2 separate regions of the Lactuca sativa genome follow, and region 2 is linked to region 1. Evidence: chromatin contacts called from public Hi-C data. All regions are on one chromosome and are shown on one strand. Each heading gives the region's core, a stretch centred on a gene start, on an enhancer-like site or on the middle of the called end of the contact. The rest is flanking DNA. Distances are from core to core; before and after follow the strand shown.

What was found. A called contact is a pair of places that touch in the nucleus more often than the background predicts.
Region 2: a contact with region 1 is called in a Hi-C map of leaf, with 5 times the contacts expected there. The contact joins the promoter of LOC111900145 here to the promoter of LOC111911774 in region 1. A contact is called at or near these places in 2 of 4 Hi-C or Micro-C datasets (both in leaf).

Annotation. Positions count from the first base shown.
Region 1 is chr8:192,928,441-192,933,926 of Lsat_Salinas_v11, reverse strand. It overlaps LOC111911774 (protein ZINC INDUCED FACILITATOR-LIKE 1), which reads left to right and starts at 2,956. Exons shown (of 17, transcript XM_023907515.3): 1 at 2,956-3,248. The coding sequence starts at 3,098.
Region 2 is chr8:193,095,484-193,100,385 of Lsat_Salinas_v11, reverse strand. LOC111900145 reads right to left here and starts at 1,354. Exons shown (of 3, transcript XM_023896015.3): 1 at 980-1,354; 2 at 457-859; 3 at 1-196. The coding sequence starts at 837.

The sequences.
Region 1 (5,486 bases), core at 1,707-4,206:
GTAATGAAGTAAATAGACATTCAATTCGTTACACAAATATTCACTAATCTTTGTTTGGTTACACACATATTTACTAATCTTGTGTAAACATGATGCTTAACTTATGTATAATCATGAAAATGAACATTTTCTATAAATAGATATCAGTAAATGACCATTGTTTTAGCAACTGTCATGATATTTATGAAGTTCAAAATTTTACCCGCCGTGGATTTCAAATTTTTTACAAAAAACATGTTTAGAGCTGATAGGATGATACATTAAGAAGATACTTTCTTATCTTAATTGTTGAACATGCTTTAAAAAACATACGTGACATATTTAGGGACTTATCCATCATGTTTTACAAATTACACAACCAAAAAAAAATTAATTTTCAAGTTCGTCATCGTAAAGGAAAGCCCATGTTCAAAACTTTAGAAATATAATTTCTTAGGTTTACAATTATGCTGGTTATAAGGAGTCAAAACTCATATGAACTAGAGACAATATAAACTCATATGGAGTATATATTTAGTTATTGTTATGTCGAGATCTTATATTTTGTTTAGAATGGTGACAAATTTATTAAAAAACTAACAAAAAGCTAGAAATTACATAGAGAAAATAGATATGCTATGATTTTGTAAGCACCCTGTCCAATTAAAACGCCATCTAGCATTTCTAGCCGTAACCCAAAAGAAAAAAGTAACAAACAACTTAAAATCTCTCAAAACTGTTTTCAAAAGATTTTTATGATTAAACAAAATAAAGTTTTTCCTTCTTGGTTGTTGTTGTTGTTGTTTTAGAACGGTGAGTTAATATTTTGTCTGGAATTGAACCTAAGACCATCCGGTTAGAAATATCTTATAAGCCAAGTGGCTAGCTCCAACTTGTCCTTCTTGGTTTATTATTATCTCAAACATGACACTTTTCCAATGCTTCTTTCTTTTCGCTTTTTATGTTTGCATTGTTAGTGATTGAATTCCGATTCCTATAGATCCGATCAATATTAGGATCTCGAAAAAGAATATAAGGTGCTAATATCCCGTTTAACCATATGTTTATGTTGGCGTACAAATAATATAAGTACCACCATAAACATGTTGGAACTTTTCGTTCATTCATATGTTTATATTTTAGTACATACAATCCTATTATATGATTAGTAATAATTTAAATAACTTGATTTACCTTTTTGTTTTGTGAATATGTAATCTTTAATGTTTATTTGTTTTAGTAGAATTTTTAAACTTATGTTAGTGATCCTGATTCATGTAAAACCCATATTCGAACCTTGCAACCCAAAAAATATAAAAATCAAAATTGATCAATAGCACCCGGATTGTATGAGACATACGTAACACATATTTTCCTTAAACCAGATCCCATTCAAAGTATTGGATGTTTGTCTCACAGGACATAATAGCAGATAACATATCTTTAAAAATACACAAATCCCAACTTAAAAAATACATCTAATTTACCTCTATATATTCTACACCAGAATTTTGTCACCTCTCTTTCCGCGGGTTGAGCAACTTACGCCTTGTGATTGTAGTGCTATTTTTGTTGTTTAAAGAATGTGTGTGATTCCTTTTTCCTATAATTCTATTGACTATAAATTTTAATATATACAAACAACATTGATTTCATGTGTTTATTTATTCAAAGCTATAATTCAACCACATATAATGTGGCTTAAATGTTAATTTCTATAGTTTTCATATGCCCTTCAACTTTCTAAACATTTATTTTAAACGCAATACTTTAACAATCAATATCCCATTCATAACAACTTCTTTTGACTCGTATGCCATATCAAAATGAAGTTATCTTGTAATAAACTATTACGAAGTAGAGCTAGAACACAACTTTGTTATTGGTTCCGAAGTGGAGATACAAACCACTTTTTTCCAACAAAATCCCAATTCCTAGAGATTATCGTTCTCCCGTTGAAGATGGAGATGATGATGTATTTATATTCACCGCTGGATATAATGAATATATGGGCAATAATTTGGGGATGAAATTTTGGATTGGGTCCAATGTATTCCTCAGACCTCAAACCCTATTACAATCTCTTATTAGCATCCATAGTAAAAAGAAAACCAAGGTGTGATGCAAAGATGGTATATGAAATGGCACCCCACACATATCGAACTTGTTAAGCCACTATAAATATTATTCAATTATATATTTTAGGGCTGTAAACGAACTGAACGTTCAATGAACCGTTTGGCGGGAAATTCGTTTATGTTCGTTCATTTAATAAATAAATGAAAATGAGCACACATTGTTGTTCGTTTAGTTAAACGAATGGACATGAACGATAGTCTTGTTCTTTCATTTATGTTCATGAACGTTCATTTATGTTCGTTCGTTTAAGTTTATTATGATTATATATGTTCAATTATTATTTTTATTACATTACTATATTATATGTTCGTTTATGTTTATATATGTTCAATTGTATTTGTTTAGTTTTGTGTGTTTAACATGTACACGAACATGAACAATGTAATTTGTTAAATGAACAAACATGAATAACAAAACTCGTTCGTTTATCTGTTTGTATTTGTTCATTTGTTCGGTTAACTTAAATGATCGAACATGAACAAACCCTTGTTTGCATTTATTCAATTCATTTACACCCTTATATATTTCTATCAACCAAAATATTTCAAGTCAAAATTTGTGTATCCAATATTATTCGTTAAATCATACATAACTAATGTAGGTGGATAAACTTGTTTAATTTATAAACCAACTCTTTTATTTCATCAACACATACCACTCTCCATCTTCACCAACTCACTCATAACATTATTACATGGAGGGAGTATTTTGTCACTTATTAATTACAGGGCTAAAGTCATAACTTAATAAGGTTTAAATTGCCAAATTAGTTACAATTCAGGGACCATTATTGTAACTTACTTATGGTATATATTATTGAGTGAAGTCCGTAGATTTTTATCTTTTTGCCCAATTCCATTTTCCTCCTCCGACTCTTTTTCTCTACCGAGAGAAAGAACGAGGAGAAAAACTCGGTTTGATTTCAGATCAAAAGACAGAAAGTGCGATTTTTTTAAAGGGTTGAATCTTGATTCAACAAATGACGAACAACAGTGAGCTAAAAAAGGAGCTTTTGGAGCAAGTTTACCATGAAAACTGCCCGGGTTGTAAAGTGGATCGTCAAAAACGGATGCAAAAGGGGTTACCCATTAAGGAGCTCATTTTTATTTGGATCGTGGTCTTATGTGTTGGTAAGTATATTGCTAATGCTTTTATTTATTCCTTCAAGTTTAATTAAGAATATGTTTGTAGCTTGAAAAGTTAATTTCAACTAAGAACCAGTTTTTGTCTTATAAATTAAATGTTGCCGATAAAGTACTCATCTTTGGTAAAATTGATAAGTGAGATAAGAATATATAAAATGACATAGAAGAGTGTTAACTGAAAATATACATATAAAAATATATTTGCAAATTTTGTAAAAGAAATATGAGTTTATCAGTAAAATATAGAAAATAACTTTTCAAAAACAAGAATTTAATAATAATAATAAAGTTCAAAAGTTAAAGAATTTAATAAAATCTTTTTGAAGGTTTTTCCTATTTTAATTTGTTTTCAGTAAACTCGAGACATGTGTGGCCGCCTTAGTATATTACTGTCGAGAATAAAACAAATCCTAAATCAAGCAATTGGTACACAAATGGTTCAACATTTATACATTAAATGCCTTTTACAAAGTATATATATATATATATATATATATATATATATATATATATATATATATATATATATATATATATATATATATATATATATATATATATTTCAGTCTTGGTGAAAAAAACATGATATAAGTTTGAAACGTGAGGCTCATTTCATTTTTGCCAACTGAGATTTTTGTCCATTTAAATGTGGGTAAGTATTATGTGGTGTGTGTGCGTGTTTTCATTTTATTTCAAATGGAATCAAAAGAATTAAATTTAACCAATAAATAATTTATATATATGATTAAAATTATGTCGTATTGAGGACACTTTTCCGTTTCAGTTTCTGAAAAATTTACATATTATTATTTAGATGAACATAAAACAGTCGGATTTATATAAAATATGACGTTACAAAAGTCATAGTAAAAAATCAAAGTAAACTGTCTTAAATAAATTACAAGGATATAATAATAATAATAATAATAAAAAAGTTAACATTTTCACTATTCATTTATAGGAAATTATTATTAATGATTTGGGTAAAAAAAGGTGTATTTGATACAAAGTTAGAATATACGTGTACAAATAAGAATAAATCCAAAGCCTTATATTTTTCAACCACGTCTGCCGATTATTTTGGGAATTAATTCGAGTCATTTCATCAAGAAAACGAAAGTAACCACCGCCGACAAAAAGCTCCGCCGTGGTAAAATCTATTACCACCACTTCATCTTTAAGCATGCAAGAACACCAAAAGCACTAATGTTTTCGGAAGAGATAAAAATTTCACATTTTTACGATTTTGGCAACGCTTTATGCTTCGATTCTAAATTCTTGGTTTATCTCCATCGCGGATTTGCTTACGTCTTCCTTGTAGAATATTTTTTAAAAAATGAGAGACGTAAGAGAAGAAAACGACAATGTGGTGGGTGATGGCGGCTACAGTCGAGATCCAATCGGTGGTCGTTTGTCGTCTGCACACCATGTGTTCGATTATATGCCTCACCCAGCCCTATCAACTAATCAATTCAATCAAATCCCAATGTTTGATTTGAATTCTGATATCATCTATCCTTTGGTGTCTCCATCGATGGCCTCTCAATTAGTGACATATGTGATGATGTCATGATCTGCAGCCTAAATAACGATGTTTCTTAAGTTAAAATTTCACCCATTTTATATTGTAATTATCGGAGTATGAGTTCCCTACTTCAACAAAAAGAATCGTTTACATTTTCATTTTCGATCATTCTCATTTCTCCCTCAACTAACATGATCATATCCTTTTGAGAAGAATCAATTTCTAGACATTTTTTGACAGCTGAATTGGGGTTTTAATTTATATGAAATGGGTGGCAATGAATTTAAGAAGCCACTTTTGAACAAGGTATTCTATAAAAACTGTCCTGGTTGTAATGTGGATCAGTACAAAGAGCTGCAAACAGGGTATCCGATAAAGGAAGTGTTATGTATATGGTTCCTTGTGCTCTCTACTGGTAAGCAACAGTCATGTCTAACTGTTTATTTAACTAATTTTTAATTTATAAACTAATTTTTCAATAAAGCTATCCCAAGCTAATTTATCAAAAAAAAAAAAAAAAAAAAAAAAACTTGCTTACATGTTATGATAAGTTATTTTTGTAGTCTTAGCAAACGCTAAATTACAATAAGTTAATTTATTTCTGCCAAACAAAACCTTATACTAGGGAAGTGATGTTTAATAGTAAATAATTATTCAATGTTATTCGAACGCTACATGAAATAGTAGTGAAAATGTGT
Region 2 (4,902 bases), core at 105-2,604, 170 kb before region 1:
CAAAATTTTCAACCGTTTGATCATCTTTGGTATCATGAACAATCCCGATTGCCACTTTTGCTAGATGCAAAGGGTACTTGAGATTGACATCATGAACATGTTTTAGAACAAAATGTTCAAGATTTTCAACATGTTCAAGTATTTTTTGCTTCAATGCCATGAGAAGTGGATTCTTGAGGGTAGAATCATTTGTAATCTGCCAAAAAAACATGGGTTAGATGCGGAAATAGCAATCTACTTTCAATGATTTGTTTATCATTGCTTCCAATTATAGCACTGTACTTTGAAAAATCTATAAACTGTTGCAATGTTATCCAAATACACAACAAATTTCTTTGTTATAATTGGGTAGATTTTTCAAAAAATAATGTCCTTAAGAAAAAAGTTATAGGTACAACGCTATAATTGGGAAGATTTTTCAAAAGCAGTTGTTCTTAGGTAAAAGAATCTGCTCACCTGATCAAATAAGTTCTGGGAATCGGTAAACGCATATACCCCTTTGATGTTATGTCGAATTGCTTCAGATAAACCATCCATTAAAGCTAAATATTCAGCTACTTCTTCAACGACAAAGAATTCAAGTCTTTTCTGAACATGAATCGAAGGAAGCTTGTTAGGTCGTTCCATGATCACTCCAATTCCAGAAACCCCCGATTCATTTCCAGGCTTTGAAATCGATACACCCTTGAAGAACATTCGAACCGAAAATTCATCAAGCTCGTAATCACCATTCTTTGACTCCAATTCCGCAATTTCTTCAAGTTTCTCCTCATCTGAACAACAACTTCGAAATTCATCTTCATCGTCTTCGAATTTCGACACAATTTTATCCTCCATTTCCAGCTGTCAAGTTCGAATTCTGTAAAATATAAACAGAATCAATCAAAGCAAGTTAATGATCAGTAACATGCAAAGGATATATGATTTGAAAACATATAAAATTTTAGAAAGAAGGTGAAGTAAAGTGAAGCTTCCATACATGTGTAATGATGGATTTGGTACTGAATTCATAAACAAATCGTTAATCGTTCGCTGAAGAATAATTTTTTTATCTGATTCACAGCAAAGCACTGGACTCGGATAATCTGTTTATAATAAGAACCCTAATCTGACAAAATCTGTTGCTTGTGGCTACACACAGACCACTTTTACTGTATAATCATAATAAAACCCCACAAAGAATAAACAAATCAGAAAGTTCAAAATCCGATTTCTCGCGCTGGGGAAAGGAATAGAATCCTCGATTACTGTTAGAGTTTTGGCGTAATATGGAAGCGAAATGATATGCTCCATTTTTTTTATGGATATGAATATTTACTTCCATACAGCTCATGTATATAAATCGCAATATCTTATCTCATTTATGTGAAAATAAGTGAGCTCAAATTGTGTTTTGTAATCGAAGTATTAAATTTGTAGCGAATACTGGAAAAAAAATAATTAGCAAATTTAATTAAAAAGAAAAAGAAACGATAGTGACCTCGCCCTAACATATACCAAAAAATACCTATATATTTTAAAGCTAAATCAATTATTTATGAGAGAAAATAAAGGACAAATCGAGTCTTTTTTTCCTTATGTTTTGCCAAGATATAGTCGGATGAGTTTTCTTAGGATATGAGTTGGGTTGTTTGTTTTTTTTATCTTCAGATGTTTTTGGTCTTTTCTGTAAACAGACCACGTTTAGACATTAGATTTTGTAGACTTTTTATTTTTTTTAAGAGTACAAACCCAAAAAGTGAAGATGGTATACCTAAAACAATCTGTGCGTCTTATTTTTTGCGCAGATATGGACCAGAGTCTTTAAATCTCTTCAGACATCTTCTAGTCTAAAAAACATATATATCTTTTTTTTAAACTTAGATTTATTCCAATTTTATCTATTATAAACAATTTTTAATAAAAACGTTACTATACTAAAAAAAATTTACGACACAATCATGACATTTTTGATAAATTTATAAATAAAAATTTAATTACAATAAGGTCGTTGGAGCTATTTATATAGACATGAAAAAAAATCTTAATATTATCTTATATTTTTTATGCCAAATTTTATAAAACATTATTTAATATAGTATTATTCATTTCTTAGGAAAAACATTTATGCTAAATTTTTAATTGATTTAATTGAAAAGGTAAAATAAAAATTTAGAAAATTTTCATTTAGTTTATTTATACCTTTACGACCATAATTTGTTGGTTTTTATAAAATATATACGTTAATCCGTACCATTTTATTTTTACTTTTTATATAATAATACATAAAAGTTGATCCACATATTAATTATCTATAATGTAGTAATTAAATTATTGAAAAACTCTTTTAAGTTTTTTTAATAAGTTTAATTAGATCTTAGTTTACTCTAACAGCCTGAAGATGTTAAAAAACAAAAAGTCTTCTTTTTTCATACTACAAACGTTTGATCCACCTTTTTTACTGCAGATGTGGTCCGCAAAACTGCAGACATTTTACCTCAGAAAAAACAAATAGCGCCTTAAAGTAGGCGGAGTGGCATCGGTGAGACTAGGCAAAAGCCCACGCCAACTCGACATGCTGAGTTCGGTGGCCAAAATTGGTAACATCTAGCCAATGAGAGAGAGAGTGTGTGTGAGCCATTTATCAATTTCAAAACACTATTCGTTTTTTACCCATTTTTTGACATTTTTTTTAATTCAAAATTTACCCTTCTTTTCAACCTACGTAAATATCATTCACTACCATACATAATTCCAAACTCAACCACAATTCCAACCTCAATCTCAATCCCAACCTCAAATGCAATTCCAATCTCAAGTCCAATCACAAATGAAAAATGACTTCAATTTTATTATCTTCCCAACTCGCCATTCCAATTCCAATTCCAAACCCAAACCTAATTCCAAACTCAATCACAACCCGAAGTTGTACCCAAAATGGATTCTGATATGGAAGCGACTCGGCCAGAACCTAATAAAACATGAAAAACACCTCTCAAGCAATGGACGACGGTGAAAGAAACGGTGTTGGATCGTGCGTAGGTAGATGTTTCGAAAGATCCGAGGGTCGGTGTTGTGACATGCTCTTCATGGAAATAGAATGCTAGATGATTGATCGTACCTCGATGTTTTTCCTGAGAACACAACACAAAAAGATCGTTAAAGGACATCCGGGTGTTCACCCAGGATGTCGCTCTGACGATTAATTTAGTTTTCTCGAGAGAGAGAGTTTTATGGTAAATTTAGTGAGGAAGAAGACGGATCCTTTTCTTCAGCTGGAAGAGATCCTTTTATACCTGTTTACTAATAGATCGTAGGGACCTTGTCCAGTGAGTGTCATACGTGGCCTCCTCTCACTGGGAGTATTATGCCCACGCTAACTAACTGCCAGGTGACGTTAGTTATGGGTGTCACCTAGTCTTTTTGTCACGCCCTAATTGGTCGTGAGTGAATGAGAAGATCACAGGGAATATTCTTTCCTCGTGAGGGAAAGTGAATTGTCACCCCAATGTTGGCTCACTTGGGCCAAGGCCAGGTCTTCGCCAGGGTTCTGGCGTGATAACGTCTCAGTTATGCTTTTCGTTATATTTAATGTGGCCGCACAAGGTAACGTTAACAAGTCCCTTAGGCCAGTAGGCTTTTGCGTTAATGACATATCAGAGTCATTCTGGTCTACTCACAGACACGTGGCAGGCTGCTACTGATATCGTATGCGGTTGTCAGGGAGAAATTACCGTTCTTCGATAGTTTCATCATGAAACCGTTTACTACCACTTTAGTGGCATTTAAACCTCTGTCATTCCTTGCATTCCCTCCTTACCTTCTGCCTTTCTTTCTTTGTCTTCTTGCCCCAAAGAATCCTTTTAACCTTTTCTTTACACTCTTCAATGGCTACTGCACGTTCCTTGGGATGAGATCTTACTGCCGAGGAGTGGGAATCTTTCCAGTTCCGATTCGGGTTCGTCCCCGAACACGGAGTGCAAATCCCCCTTTCTGATGCATTACTTTACAGCCTTCTCGAGGGCAAAGTCGGTATTCTGATCACCCTATTTGAAGCGGTTCTACGTTTTCCTACTACATACTTCTTCAATTTGGTTATCTGGGAGTATGGGTTTTCCGTGAGAAAGTTGACCCCTATTGCTATAAACAAGATAGTGGGTTTTGAACTTCTCTGTTACGTCCTAGGGCACCTGCCAACTATTCCGACATTCAAGCACTTCTTTAATGCTTCCACTCAGTCGGGGACTCATACCCTTTTCTTTTCGGCGGGGAGTCCCTACCCTTATTCATGACAAAAAGTCCAAGAAGAACTGGCAGGAGAAGTTTATGTGGGTGAATGACGACCTTGTGGTGCTTAGCTACCGAAGGAATAAGGTGTATGTGGATCATGCTCCAACACTTTTTGGTGCTGATAAAGAAATGGCCGATGACCTGGAGAAGATCAGCACTAATGAAGAGGACTGGATCGACTGATTCTTGGCTACCGGGAGAATGAGCGCCGCTTGGAGGGTTTGAGGGAAAATGCCTGAGTTTTTCGTCGAGAAAGAAGGTACAATGTTTGTCCTTCTGTTTTCTCTTGTCCTCCTCCTCCCCCCTTTTTTTCTTTTTAGTTGGAGTAACCCTTGAAAATGGGTAATCTTTACTAACCGTTGTTATCTTTGATCTGTTACCAGGTGTGGAGGAGGTTATATCCATGGAGAAAGCTCTTCAAGGTCTATCCGACGGTGAACTTCAATTTCACGACGTCGATCTTGTAGAGACTCTTCCACCCCCTATTTATGGTCAAGGAATCAAGGCTACCGTCGACTTAGAAGGTACTACTGGTGTCAGCGAGGATCTATACTTGCAGGGCGTCATTGTTACTGGCGCGTCTTAGAAAGATCCTGCTCCTTCCGGGTCCCCAAGGAGTCTCCGCCATGTCAA